3 separate regions of the Mus musculus genome follow, and regions 1 and 2 are each linked to region 3. The links are chromatin contacts, called in public ChIA-PET and promoter capture Hi-C maps. All regions are on one chromosome and are shown on one strand. Each heading gives the region's core, a stretch centred on a gene start, on an enhancer-like site or on the middle of the called end of the contact. The rest is flanking DNA. Distances are from core to core; before and after follow the strand shown. Region 1 holds the start of Fkbp11 (FK506 binding protein 11). Region 2 holds the start of Ccdc65 (coiled-coil domain containing 65). Region 3 holds the start of Kansl2 (KAT8 regulatory NSL complex subunit 2).

Region 1 (3,977 bases), core at 90-2,589, 190 kb before region 3:
GATTTATTTTTATTGTGTATATGGACACTAGACGAGGGCATTGGAGTCCTTGGAGCTAGAGTTACAGACTTTTTGAGCCATCTGATGTGTGTGCAGGGAATTGGTCTTTGGAAGAGCAGCAAACTCTCTTAAGCACTGAGCCATCTATCCAGCCTCTGACAATGAGCATTTAAAAAATAATTCCTGGGTTAGGGGTGTTAACTAAGGCGCTTGCCAGGTATGAGCAGAGCCCTGCCTGGACTGGATCCCCAATACCACAAAGCCACCCCCAGAGAACATGAGAGCTTAATTAGAATGATAGCATTATATATGGAGGCACTCGCTAATGGGGCTGGAAGAGGAAATCCCAAAGGAAACTGGTTGGGTATTAGAGATGGAAGAAATCTCAGAATGTCGGTACAGGAGAACCACCAAGACAGCCAGGTCAGGGAGGTCAGGTTCTTCCAAATAAGAGGAAGTGTGTGTTGGGTGTGTGTGTGTGTAGTCTGAGCTGCTGGCCAGACACACAGGTGGAATTGTGTTTACAACCGGTATCAATGCTAAAGAAGACAACGAACCAAGAAACAGCCTGAGAATAAATATGGTATGGAAGGACACCATGCCAGACAGCCTTTGAGTGAGTGACCAGGAGCTGGGTACCACAGCTTAGGTTGTCAGTGAGTGTTCAGACCATGAAATTCGAAACTGGTAAGGCTGCCTAAAATTACTTGAGCCCCCTTTAAAAACTGAAGTCCTTGCATAAACACAAGACTGGTGTCCGTGCTGCTGTTGTGAAAAGGATTTGTGGAAAACAGGAAGGAAACGCCATTGCTGGTAGGAGAAGATCTGTGATGGATCACTTTTTACAGGAAGATGCCCCGTAATGCTTCCCAAGACAGGAGGCTGGAGAAGCCGCCAGCTCTTTCTGGACATACCCGAGAGCAGAATGAACAGGAGTGTGAAGGGTCAGCCGACTTGGACACCTGCCTCTGGGCTTAGTGGAAAGGGACAGATCTTAGAAGACCGAGCAGAGCACAAATGCTAGCCCTGTGCTTGAGTACTGTCACCAGTTGCCATGTTAACCTTGGGCAAGTGCCCTAGCTATGAAATGGGGACAAGTGTGTGCCTCCCTTTCCTGGCCATTCGCAGGTTAGAGACAAACGAACGCCCCTCTTTACAGTTGGTAATGGCAAATATGTGCTATTACATGATCCAGCCGTCGTCATGGGTCAGAAAGACTGTTAGATGGGTCACCATCCGCGACCTCCATCACAGGTTAGGGAATTCTGCAGTCTCTTCCCCTCTAGGAGGTGGGGACAAAGTGGAGGGAGGGCTGCAAGAGGAGGAGGAGGAGGAGCTAGCGCCTTGAAAACCCGCCCATACCAGTCTGGCCTGGAGTGAGGGAACCCGTCCTGGTCGCGTGCACCCGAACAGCCTGCCCTGGTATCCTGGTGCTCTGACCCGGTCCAATCATGACCCTGAGCCCTTTGCTCCTACCACTCCAGCTGTTACTGCTGCTACTGTTCAGTGGGGCGGTGTGCCGGGCTGAGGCTGGGCCAGAAACCGAAAGTCCTGTCCGGACCCTCCAAGTGGAGACCCTGGTGAGGAGACTGTGGTGCCACTCCCCTCCCCCCACCCCATGTCCCGCCGTTCCCCTTTACGGCCAGGGATCGCGGGGAAGCCTGGGACTCTAAATGGTCCTGTGAGAGTGAAGAGGAAAGAAGCGAAGGAACTGAGTTGGGGGAAAAGGTGCTGGGTCTCCAGAGGAGCTTAGGAGGAGCAGCCTTGACCCTTGTAGTCTGATCGTAGGTGCAGCCCCCTGAATCGTGCACGGAATCTGCTGCCATTGGAGACACGCTCCACATACACTACACGGTGAGGGGCTTGGGGGTCCGGGGCGTGGCCTGGGAGGGGCGGCGCCCGGCTGAAACACGTCAGCTTTGGCTTGGACACGTGGCAAGCTATCCTAGAGAACTTGAGTCCTAGGATCAGCCCGCACGTGGGGGCGTCCTCTCGCCTGCTTCTCTTTCTTCCTTGTTTTCTGCCGATTCCTCTCCAGCGCTGAGAAAAGAAGGATAGAGAGAGCTCCAAGAAGCGCCAGCCCCGTGGGGCTTCCTGTTCCTTCTTGCCCATGGTGGTGGTGGGTGGAAGGAGATGGGGACAGGACACAAGTTTGTTAAAGGGGTTGCTTCCTTCCGGGTGGTCCCAAATTGTGGGAAGAATGGTGGGTTTAGACCCACCATTTTTTTTTGTCTTCAGGGCAGTTTGGTAGATGGACGCATTATTGACACTTCTCTGACCAGAGATCCTCTGGTCATAGAACTCGGCCAAAAGCAGGTGATTCCAGGTATGTGCCCCGTGCCTCTGACCTCTCCCTAGCCTAAGCCCTTGCTTGCTTGCCGGCTGTATTGCTCTGGAACAGCCGCTAGAATGAAAAGGATCCCAAGGCTCTCCCGCTACCTCAGACTCCACTTCTAACACTCTTCTTGCCCCACACATCACTGCGGCAGAGAGTCTGAGAAGTGGAGCTAAGCTCATTTGATGACGGGGAGCCTTTGATTTTCCTCTTGGGTACTGTGGGGAAGATATGTAGCTTCTAGTTCAGTTTTGCCTTCTTCCTCAAGGTCTGGAGCAGAGCCTTTTGGACATGTGTGTGGGGTGAGTATCTGAAGGCCGGGGCCTGACTGCTCCTTTTTCCGGGTAGAAGGTTTCTCTGTCATCCCTTCTCCAGTGGCAGGACGTTGTAGAGTAAAGGGCCCCTGACTTCATACTGGAGAGGTGCAGGTTAATGGGAACCCCCCCCCCAGGGCATCTCTCCAGCTGTCAGTTTTGTTGGGGGAGGCTGAGTGCTGTGGGGAGATTGGTGACTTTGCTGATCCACCTGTCAGGTGGAGAATTTCATATTTTGGTGTCGCTATCTGAGGAGGGGGGTAAGGCACTTCAGATGGGCTGAGGCTGCCAGCTCACCCCCCTCCTGCCTGCAATCCCTGTTCCTTCCCTCAGAGAGAAGCGAAGAGCAGTCATTCCTTCTCACCTGGCTTATGGAAAGCGAGGGTACCCGCCATCTATCCCAGGTAACCTAACCAGGCCTTTCTCCTGCCTGTCACACACAGTCCCAAGAACCTCTGCTCTGTCTCGAGCTTGAAAAAGTCCAGATCAAATCTCAGGAAAGAATTGAGCTGGGGCTCCTCCTTCAAGGCCACTTTTTCTCCAGGAGAGGCTATAAAGCACCTGTGAAGGCCACCTGACCTGGCTGTAGACAGCTGGTGACTTTTTGGCACCGGCTTGAGCCACGTGGGTCCTGCTGCCTACACTACTTATCCCAGAGCACCAAAGTATAGCTGGCTACTTGACCTTGACTCCTAGAATTCACCTTCACACGAGATTCTTACACCAGTGTTGCCTGTAGGGGGCCCTGGAAGAGAGTAGGGAGGACCAAGCAAAGTCTTTCTGTTTTTTTTTTTAATTTATTTATTATTATACATATATATTATGAATATAAGTACACTGTAGCTGTCTTCAGAAGCACCAGAAGAGGGTATCAGATCTCATTATGGGTGGTTGTGAGCCACCATGTGGTTGCTGGCATTTGAACTCAGGACCTTTAGAAGAACAGTCAGTGCTCTTACCTGCTGAGCCATCTCGCCAGCCCCACAAAGTCTCTCTTAACAAGTTGGGAGTGAGGCCGGGCAGTGGTGGTGGCGCATGCCTTTAATCCCAGCACTTGGGAGGCAGAGGCAGGTGGATTTCTGAGTTCGAGGCCAGCCTGGTCTACAGAGTGAGTTCCAGGACAGCCAGGACTATATAGAGAAACCCTGTCTCAAAAAACAAAAAACAAAAACAAACAAACAAAAAAACCAAAAAAACCTCCAAAACAAAACTAAGTCAGGAGTGGTGGTGCACCTGGGAGGCAGAGGCTGGTCCATCTCTGTGAGTTCAAGGCCAGCCTGGTCTACATAGTGAGTCTCAGGACAGCCAGGGCCACTGACTCGAGAGAC
Region 2 (3,713 bases), core at 475-2,974, 170 kb before region 3:
TACAGCTCAGAAATTCCTTTCTCATCTCAGTGACAGTGATTAGAACCAATAGGCCACGTTTGTCACAGCCTGTGCCTGGTGAAGGCTTGAAGGCTGATTAGGTAGATCCAGCTGTGTAGCTCACACCTGCCACTCCAGCAGTTGGGAAGTTGGGGTAGGAGGGTGGGGAGTTCACGGTTATCTATCCTGTTACGTGTGAGTCTGAGGCCATTATAGGAAAGCATGGCTTTGTCTCAAAAGTAATAATAATAGTAATAACAATAATAGGATACATGACTTTGTCTCAAAATAATAATTAATAATAATAGTAACAGCAGCAGCAATAACAACAATAAATAATAAATAATTCACTAGGCCCATTCTACCTAGGAAGGTCTGGAAGCCATCCCCGCCTGCTCTCTGGAGAGAGTGCATACTTTTTTTTTTTTCCCTTTTTCCTTTTCCTTTTCCTTCTTTTTTCCCTTTTCCCTTTCCCTTTTCTTTTTTCTTTCTTTCTTTCTTTCTTTCTTTCTTTCTTTCTTTCTTTTTTTTTTTGGGGGGGGGTCTTTTTGAGACAGGGTTTCTCTGTGTAGCCCTGGCTGTCCTGGAACTCACTCTGTAGACCAGGCTGGCCTTGAACTCAGAAATCCACCTGCCTCTGCCTCTCGAGTACTGGGATTAAAGGTGTGCGCCACCACGCCCGAGAGGGTGCATACCTTGATGACGCTGTCCTTACAGTCCACCACGCGTTCAAAGGTCTGGCTGAGGATCTCGATGTCTTGGTGAAGCTCTCTGGTCTTCACCTCCCTGAGGATGGTTCTCCACTGCGTGTTAATCTTATTAAGGTTTAGAGCGCTGTTGTGTTCTTCTTTGGCCAACTTGTCCTGAGGGAGGAGTAATCACATGCGTTTCAGCCAAGGCGAAAGGTCCACCTCGGTGCTATCGATACCACGCTGAAAAATACCAGTCCCCGTGTATTCTCACAAACAAAGCCCTTGGCAGCCAACACTCGGGGGCTCCTGTTTGTGGTTTCCAATGAATGGGTTCCCTTCAGGGTGAAGCATCAGAGAAGAGTTTCTAACGACCCCACTCCAGACCCAACCTCAGAATTCAAGACAGCTGAATTTGGACACCTGACAGCATCCACTGTCCTAATTCTGGGGGCTCGGTTGATACTGCCAAACTCAATTCTCCCCTCCCCCATGTTTCACAGAGAATGCCCTAGGCAAAAACCAATGTTGTCTGAAGCCCATGTATTTTGGGACCAAGGACTTCAGAGGGATAGGAAAGGATGAAAATGAGCCTGCCACAAGGACGCGACCCCAGGCAACGGTACCAGTGCATGGGCGGTGGGTTTGGGGGTTTGGGGGTTTGGGCAGGACACACTGCAGACGAGCATCACCTTCAAGAACTGGGTGAGGAGTCTCTCTTTCTTCTTGGCTGCCTCTTCGTCAGCCAGCATCTTTTGCTGAAATATAAGCAGCTGATCTTCCTCGGACAGGGGTGCCTTGGGCAACTTGGGCTTTTTTCCTTTTTTAGACATGGCTGGGCTGCGGACTGGGTCCGGGCAAGGAGCCTCTGCCTGCTGCTACGAGCCACTTGTGAGGAATTAGAAAGAAAAACTTCCCATAGACAGGGAGGGACCTTCTGGAGCTAAGGTAATGGGGCCTTAGACCTCTGTCCTCCACGCCAAGAGTGCTCAGGCGACACCCGACTCCCAGCTGGAGAACAGAAAGACGCATCTTGTCTCCTAGCAACAAGGACCTTCGCTAAGACCGCGGGGTGAGAAATAGGGAGGCAGCATTACTTCAGCGCCCCCTGCATGCCGGAGGACCGCAGTCAGTTCTTTTAAGTAGGCTTTTTTTTTTTTTTTTTTTTTTTTTAAATCAAGAACCCTAGTCTCTCTTAAAAAAATAATAAATGTCTTCAAATAGTTTTTCCATTTTACTTTTTAATTTGGTGTATGCCTGGTTTGTCCACGTGTGTGTCTGAGCACCGTGCGCATGCCTGGTGCCTGCAGAGGTCAGAAGACAGCATCGGATTTCGTAGAACAGGTCAAAACCACTTACACATACATACAAATAATGAGATGGTTCACTGGGTAAGGGAGGTACTGCCAAGCCCAATGGTCTGAGATCACAAGCACCTGGAACCCCAGTTTCAGGAGATCAAAACACGCCTTTCTGGCCTCGGTGGACGCTGCATTAACGTGCACAAACACACATACACATAAAATATTTAAAAATATTTTGTAAATTGTCTCCTTAGTGATAGAGAGATGGCTCAGAGGCAAAGAGCACTTGCCACTCTTGCAGAAGACCTGGGTTTGGTTCCTAGCACCCACATGGGCAGCTCATGACTGTTCATAACTCCAGTCCCAGGGGATCTGACTCCCTCATCTGACCTCTGTGGACATGGGGTAGACACATGGTCCACACATATACATGCAAGAGAAACGCAAATACACATAAATAAATCTTACTAAAAAATTAAGACAGTGTTTCAGTGTAGCCCTGGATGGCCAGAAACTCACTGTATAGATAGAAATCCATCTACTTCTGCCTCGCCCCACATCCCCCACCCCCAGTGCTTGGATCAAATGTAGGAGTCATCACTTCCAGCTTAAATTTGTTTCTCTCTCTCTCTCTCTCTCTCTCTCTCTCTCTCTCTCTCTAAATGTGTGAGTGCTTCATTTGCATGTATACCTGCTTGCCTGAAGAAGGCATCAGACCCCATGACAGATGGTTGTGAGTTGATGGGAATTGAACTCAAGATCTATGGAAGAGCAGCCAGTGTTCTTAACCGCTGAGCCATCTTTTCAGCTCCTTTTTTAAAAAAGATTTATTTATTTATATGTAAGTACACTGTAGCTGTCTTCAGACACTCCAGATGAGGGAGGTTGTGAGCCACCATGTGGTTGCTGGGATTTGAACTCCGGACCTTCGGAAGAGCAGTCAGGTGCTCTTACCCACTGAGCCATCTCACCAGCCCTCTTCAGCTCCTTAAAAAAAATTTTTTTTTAACCCTACTTTTCAAGGGCAAAATCTGTGGCTAACAAAAAGATGTACACCAGTGCACACTCCCTCCTAGGAATATCTGCACCTGAAGCAGCATCGAAGCCCCCAATCACACACTGTGACCTCCAGGCAGCCAGCTGTGCCCTTCTCATGCCTGCTCTTCAGTCTTCTGTCTCTCTCTTGTGTCTCTGTCTGTCTGTCTGTCTGTCTGTTTTTCTGTCTCATCAGTAAGCCAGCTTTTCCTCACTCTGACTCATCCTGGAATTCTTTTCTGTGGTAGACATAGCCAAGAGGACCTGAGTTAGAAGAAGTCCCCATAGCTTCCCCGGAGCCTCCTTAGGCTGCTCTGATCACATCACTGAGCTGTAGTCCCTGCTGGCGGTGACAGTATTATTGTGAATGTTATATGAGACATTTAGGAAAACAAAGCTACAAAGGCAAAAAAGTAGGGAACTGTTGCAACCCCAACGTCTACTAACAGGTACTTGGGTGTTTGTGACACATCCCTTTAATCCCAGCCCTCAAGAGACAGAGGCAGGTGGATTTCTGAGTTCGAGGACAGTCTGGTCTACAGAGTGAGTTTCAGGATAGCTAGAGATACACAGAGAGACCCTGTCTTGAAAAGAGTAGAGGTAGAACCCTTGGGAAGTGATGAAGTTTGGACTACCATGAAAGTGCACTCCCTGGATTGGATCAGTGTCCTTAGAAGAGAAAGAG
Region 3 (3,526 bases), core at 775-3,274:
AATTAACAAAGTGAAAAAGTCACCTGTAAGCTTGAGTGTCAGTTTGCTGTGGAGAGATTCCTAACCAGACAAAATTCAAGAGAGTAGAGATCTGGGACTGACAACACACTTGCTGGAGTTGGCAGTCTAGCTCGGCTGACCAGCAGGCTTCAGGATCCACCTGTCTCCAGCTTCCCTCCACCCAGCACTAAAGAAGCTGAGGCAGAGCCAGGCCGTGGTGGCACACACCTTTGATCCCAGTACTTGGGAGGTAGAGGCAGGCAGATTTCTGGGTTCGAGGCCAGCCTGGTCTACAAAGTGAGTTCCAGGACAGCCAGGGCTATACAGAGAAACCCTGTCTCGGAAAAAAAAAAAAAAAGAAGCTGAGGCAGGAGAGTAGCTATTTGAGGCAAGATGGCTGTATAAGGAGATCATGTCTTAGGCACAGCAATAGGAACAGTAGCTGGTGAACATTTTTCTTATTTTTAAATGGGAGAGTTTACATCATGTACGCATGTACCTGAATTCTTATTGGTGTGAAGAGACACCAAACCACTGTAACTCTTTTTTTTCCCTTGTTTTTTTGAGACAAGGTTTCTCTGTGTAGCCCTGGCTACTCAGAGTCCTGGAACTCACTCTGTAGACCAGGCTGGCCTCGAACTCAGAAATCTGCCTGCCTCTGCCTCCCGAGTGCTGGGATTAAAGGCATGTGCGCCACCATGCCGGGCACAAATAAGTTTTTAAAAATGGTGCACTCCAGGTTCAGTGAGACAAGTCCAGATCCTGTCTTTGACCACAGAGACCCCCTTGCCTCTCTCCACAGTGTTCAGATTACTGGTGTGTGCTACCTACCGTAACCGTACCTGGTGGCTTTTTCATCTTTTGTTTTTGAGACACGGTTTCTCTGTGCAGCCCTGGCTGTCCTGGAACTGGCTTTGTAAACCAAGTTAGCCTCGAACTCGGAGATCTGCCTGCTTCTACTCTTCCCCCCCCCCCCCCCCCCCCCAGTGCTGGGGTTAAAGGAGTCTGCCACCACTACCAAGTGGGAGATACTCTCTTAAGAGAATAAGTTGGGAGGCAGAGGCAGGCGGATTTCTGAGTTCGAGGCCAGCCAGGGCTGCACAGAGAAACCCTGTCTCCAAAGGGGGGCGGGGGGGGGGGGAGAAGAAGAAGAGAATAAGGCAGAGAGCCATCGGATTTCTATAGGTGTGGTTGGAATCTTTAAAGAATCGTGAAAACGGAATAGCCTGTTTCTATAATACACTATTCGGCAGGGCGTTGAGAAGCATGCGCTATGCCAGAAGTCATTTTGATTTTCCATCACTTTATCTGTAAATAATGTCTACCTAAAAAATAATGTCTACCTCTTAGGGCTGCTCTACAAAAATTAATTAGTACATATATATGATTCATGAGATAGAAAGAGTTCGAGTGTTTACATGAAATGACCAAGAAAAAAAAATTAAATGAACTGGTTGGTCACCATAGAAAACTAATAAAACCTTTTCATGTGTAAACAGAAAACACGGTCAGCCACCGTCCACTTTTTTTCTTTTCTTTTTTTTAAGATTTATTCATATGAGTACACTGTCCCTGTCTTCTGACACTGCAGAAGAGGGCATCGGATCCCGTTAGAGTTGGTTGTGAGCCACCATGTGGTTGCTGGGAATTGAACTCAGGATCTCTAGAAGAGCAGTCGGTGCCATTTCTCCAGCCACCCCAATGTCTACTCTTCTGCTGTGTAGGGACGGTAAAGAAGTAGCTGCCCGAGAAGACTGGAGACTACTGCCACCAGAAGACGAACCCTTCAGATGGAAAAATATCCGAATCCGGCGACTGGCGGTGGCCCGCCTTTCCGACGGCCCACTCACCGGCCGAGTTTCTGACAGACACTTCACTTCAGCCACTCCCGTTGTGGAGTCTCTCACTGTCCCGCCCTCCACAGGCTAGTGTTAGTTCTGACCAATAGGAGCACAGCACCCTCAGCGCAGCAACCAATCAGCGTCTAGGGTCGCGTTCCGAGCAGGCGGAGCAGCCAGAGGGCAAGCTGCGCGGTGCCGCGCGGTGGGGGAGGTAAGATGGCGCCGTGCCGGGCGCTTCTCCTTTGCTGTTAGGCGCTGCTCGCCTTCTCTGTCAGCTCAGCGCGGCACGTCGTCTCCTGCAGCGTTGGAGCCTCTCTGGTTGCTAGGCTTTCGGGGAGCCAGGTTCTCCGGTGCCGGGAGCCGTGGGACAAGATGGCGCTTGTAGGACGACGGCCAAGGCGCTCGGGTCGGGGCTGTGAGCGCTGAGGCGGCCAGGGACAAAGGCGGCGAGCCGGGGCGTGGGGGCGGGGCGTGCCGCGCCGTTGCAGTGGTGCCGCGTGGGACAGGCGCCGCGCTTCCGGTCTGCTGCTGCGGAGATTCGGCCAACGTGGTAGGGGCCCGGGCGGCGGGCGGGTCGGTGACGGGAGGCTGGAGGGCGGCCGCGGGAGCACGCAACCAGGACTCGTGGCCGGGCTAAGGCCGTTTCGATCTGTCGTGTGACCGCCCTCCCCGCAGGTTTTGGCATGAACAGGATTCGGATTCACGTCTTGCCAACGAATCGGGGGAGGATCACCCCAGTGCCCAGGTCGCAGGAGCCCCTTTCCTGTTCGTTCACTCACCGCCCGTGCTCTCAGCCGCGGCTGGAGGGGCAGGAGTTCTGCATTAAGCACATTCTTGAAGACAAGAATGCACCCTTCAAACAATGTAGTTACGTCTCGACGAAGAATGGAAAAAGGTGCCCCAGTGCTGCCCCAAAGCCCGAGAAGAAAGATGGGTACGTGGAGAGGCGTGGGTTATATGGGTGCCTTCGGGCTCCGAGAGTCGTTCTTACTTTTCAATGCACGCCAAGCACAGGTTGTATCACCGAGCCTGCTTCAACGCCCAAACCTCCTACCGTTAGACTTTTATTACATTTCGAAGCATTTATTTCCCGTTGGTAGTTTGTTTTGTGTGGTTAGGGACACGTGGGGAGGTCAGAGGCCAATTTGCTGGAGTCGGTTTTAGTACCTCCTGGTACGGAAGGACAGACAGAAGGTTAAGCTAGGCTTGCAGAGTCACAGACTCCCCCACCCCCGGCTCCTCTTTTGAGACAGTCTCGCCCTTGCTTGGAACAGTTTTGGCAACCCTTTATGGTTTTTTAAAGAACTTTCATGTGTATGGGTGTTTGCCTGCATGTGTGTTGGTGTACCACGTTCATGCTTGAGGGGAGGGCGTTGGGTCTCCTGGAACTGGAGTGGGAGAATGTTGGTGCCACATGCTTGTCCCCTGCCTTCAGTTTTAAAGTGCAAAGGGGAACATGATGTGTAGAGTTGGTCGTATCTGCGGAGTTTTAGGTCGTGTGTTTGTAAAAAAGGTATTAAGGATATTCACTCTTTGGGAGGCAGGTCAAAACACTCAAATGCTCAGAGGTGATGATGCTGGCAGCAGTGGTGCAGGCCTTTAATCCTGGCACTTGGGAGTTCAGGCCAGCCTAGTAAAAGCATTGAATTCCAGAATTGCCAGGGCTAAACAGAACCCTGTCTCAA

The links. Promoter capture Hi-C pulls out the DNA fragments that hold promoters and counts their contacts. ChIA-PET counts read pairs in DNA pulled down with a chosen protein or histone mark.
Region 1: an RNA polymerase II ChIA-PET map of effector CD8 T cells shows a contact between it and region 3, with 20 read pairs. The contact joins the promoter of Fkbp11 here to the promoter of Kansl2 in region 3. A contact is called at or near these places in 4 of 39 promoter capture datasets (cranial neural crest, embryonic stem cells, neural stem cells and 1 more), 5 of 115 datasets of contacts at active chromatin or transcription factors (bone marrow-derived macrophages, effector CD8 T cells, embryonic stem cells and 1 more) and 2 of 9 other capture datasets (adipose tissue and liver).
Region 2: a contact with region 3 is called in a promoter capture Hi-C map of neural stem cells. The contact joins the promoter of Ccdc65 here to the promoter of Kansl2 in region 3. A contact is called at or near these places in 4 of 39 promoter capture datasets (the HPC-7 cell line, cranial neural crest, macrophages and 1 more), 1 of 15 datasets of contacts at CTCF or cohesin (the NIH/3T3 cell line), 1 of 484 Hi-C or Micro-C datasets (nephron progenitors), 6 of 115 datasets of contacts at active chromatin or transcription factors (bone marrow-derived macrophages, embryonic stem cells, large pre-B cells and 1 more) and 3 of 9 other capture datasets (adipose tissue, liver and pancreatic islet).

The regions. Positions count from the first base shown.
Region 1 is chr15:98,725,560-98,729,536 of GRCm38.p6, reverse strand. It overlaps Fkbp11 (FK506 binding protein 11), which reads left to right and starts at 1,339. Exons shown (of 6, transcript NM_024169.4): 1 at 1,339-1,580; 2 at 1,789-1,854; 3 at 2,239-2,326; 4 at 2,604-2,637; 5 at 2,983-3,053. The coding sequence starts at 1,452.
Region 2 is chr15:98,706,205-98,709,917 of GRCm38.p6, reverse strand. It overlaps Ccdc65 (coiled-coil domain containing 65), which reads right to left and starts at 1,724. Exons shown (of 8, transcript NM_153518.2): 1 at 1,382-1,724; 2 at 696-863. The coding sequence starts at 1,522.
Region 3 is chr15:98,532,767-98,536,292 of GRCm38.p6, reverse strand. Kansl2 (KAT8 regulatory NSL complex subunit 2) reads left to right here and starts at 2,024. Exons shown (of 10, transcript NM_133714.5): 1 at 2,024-2,391; 2 at 2,517-2,775. The coding sequence starts at 2,525.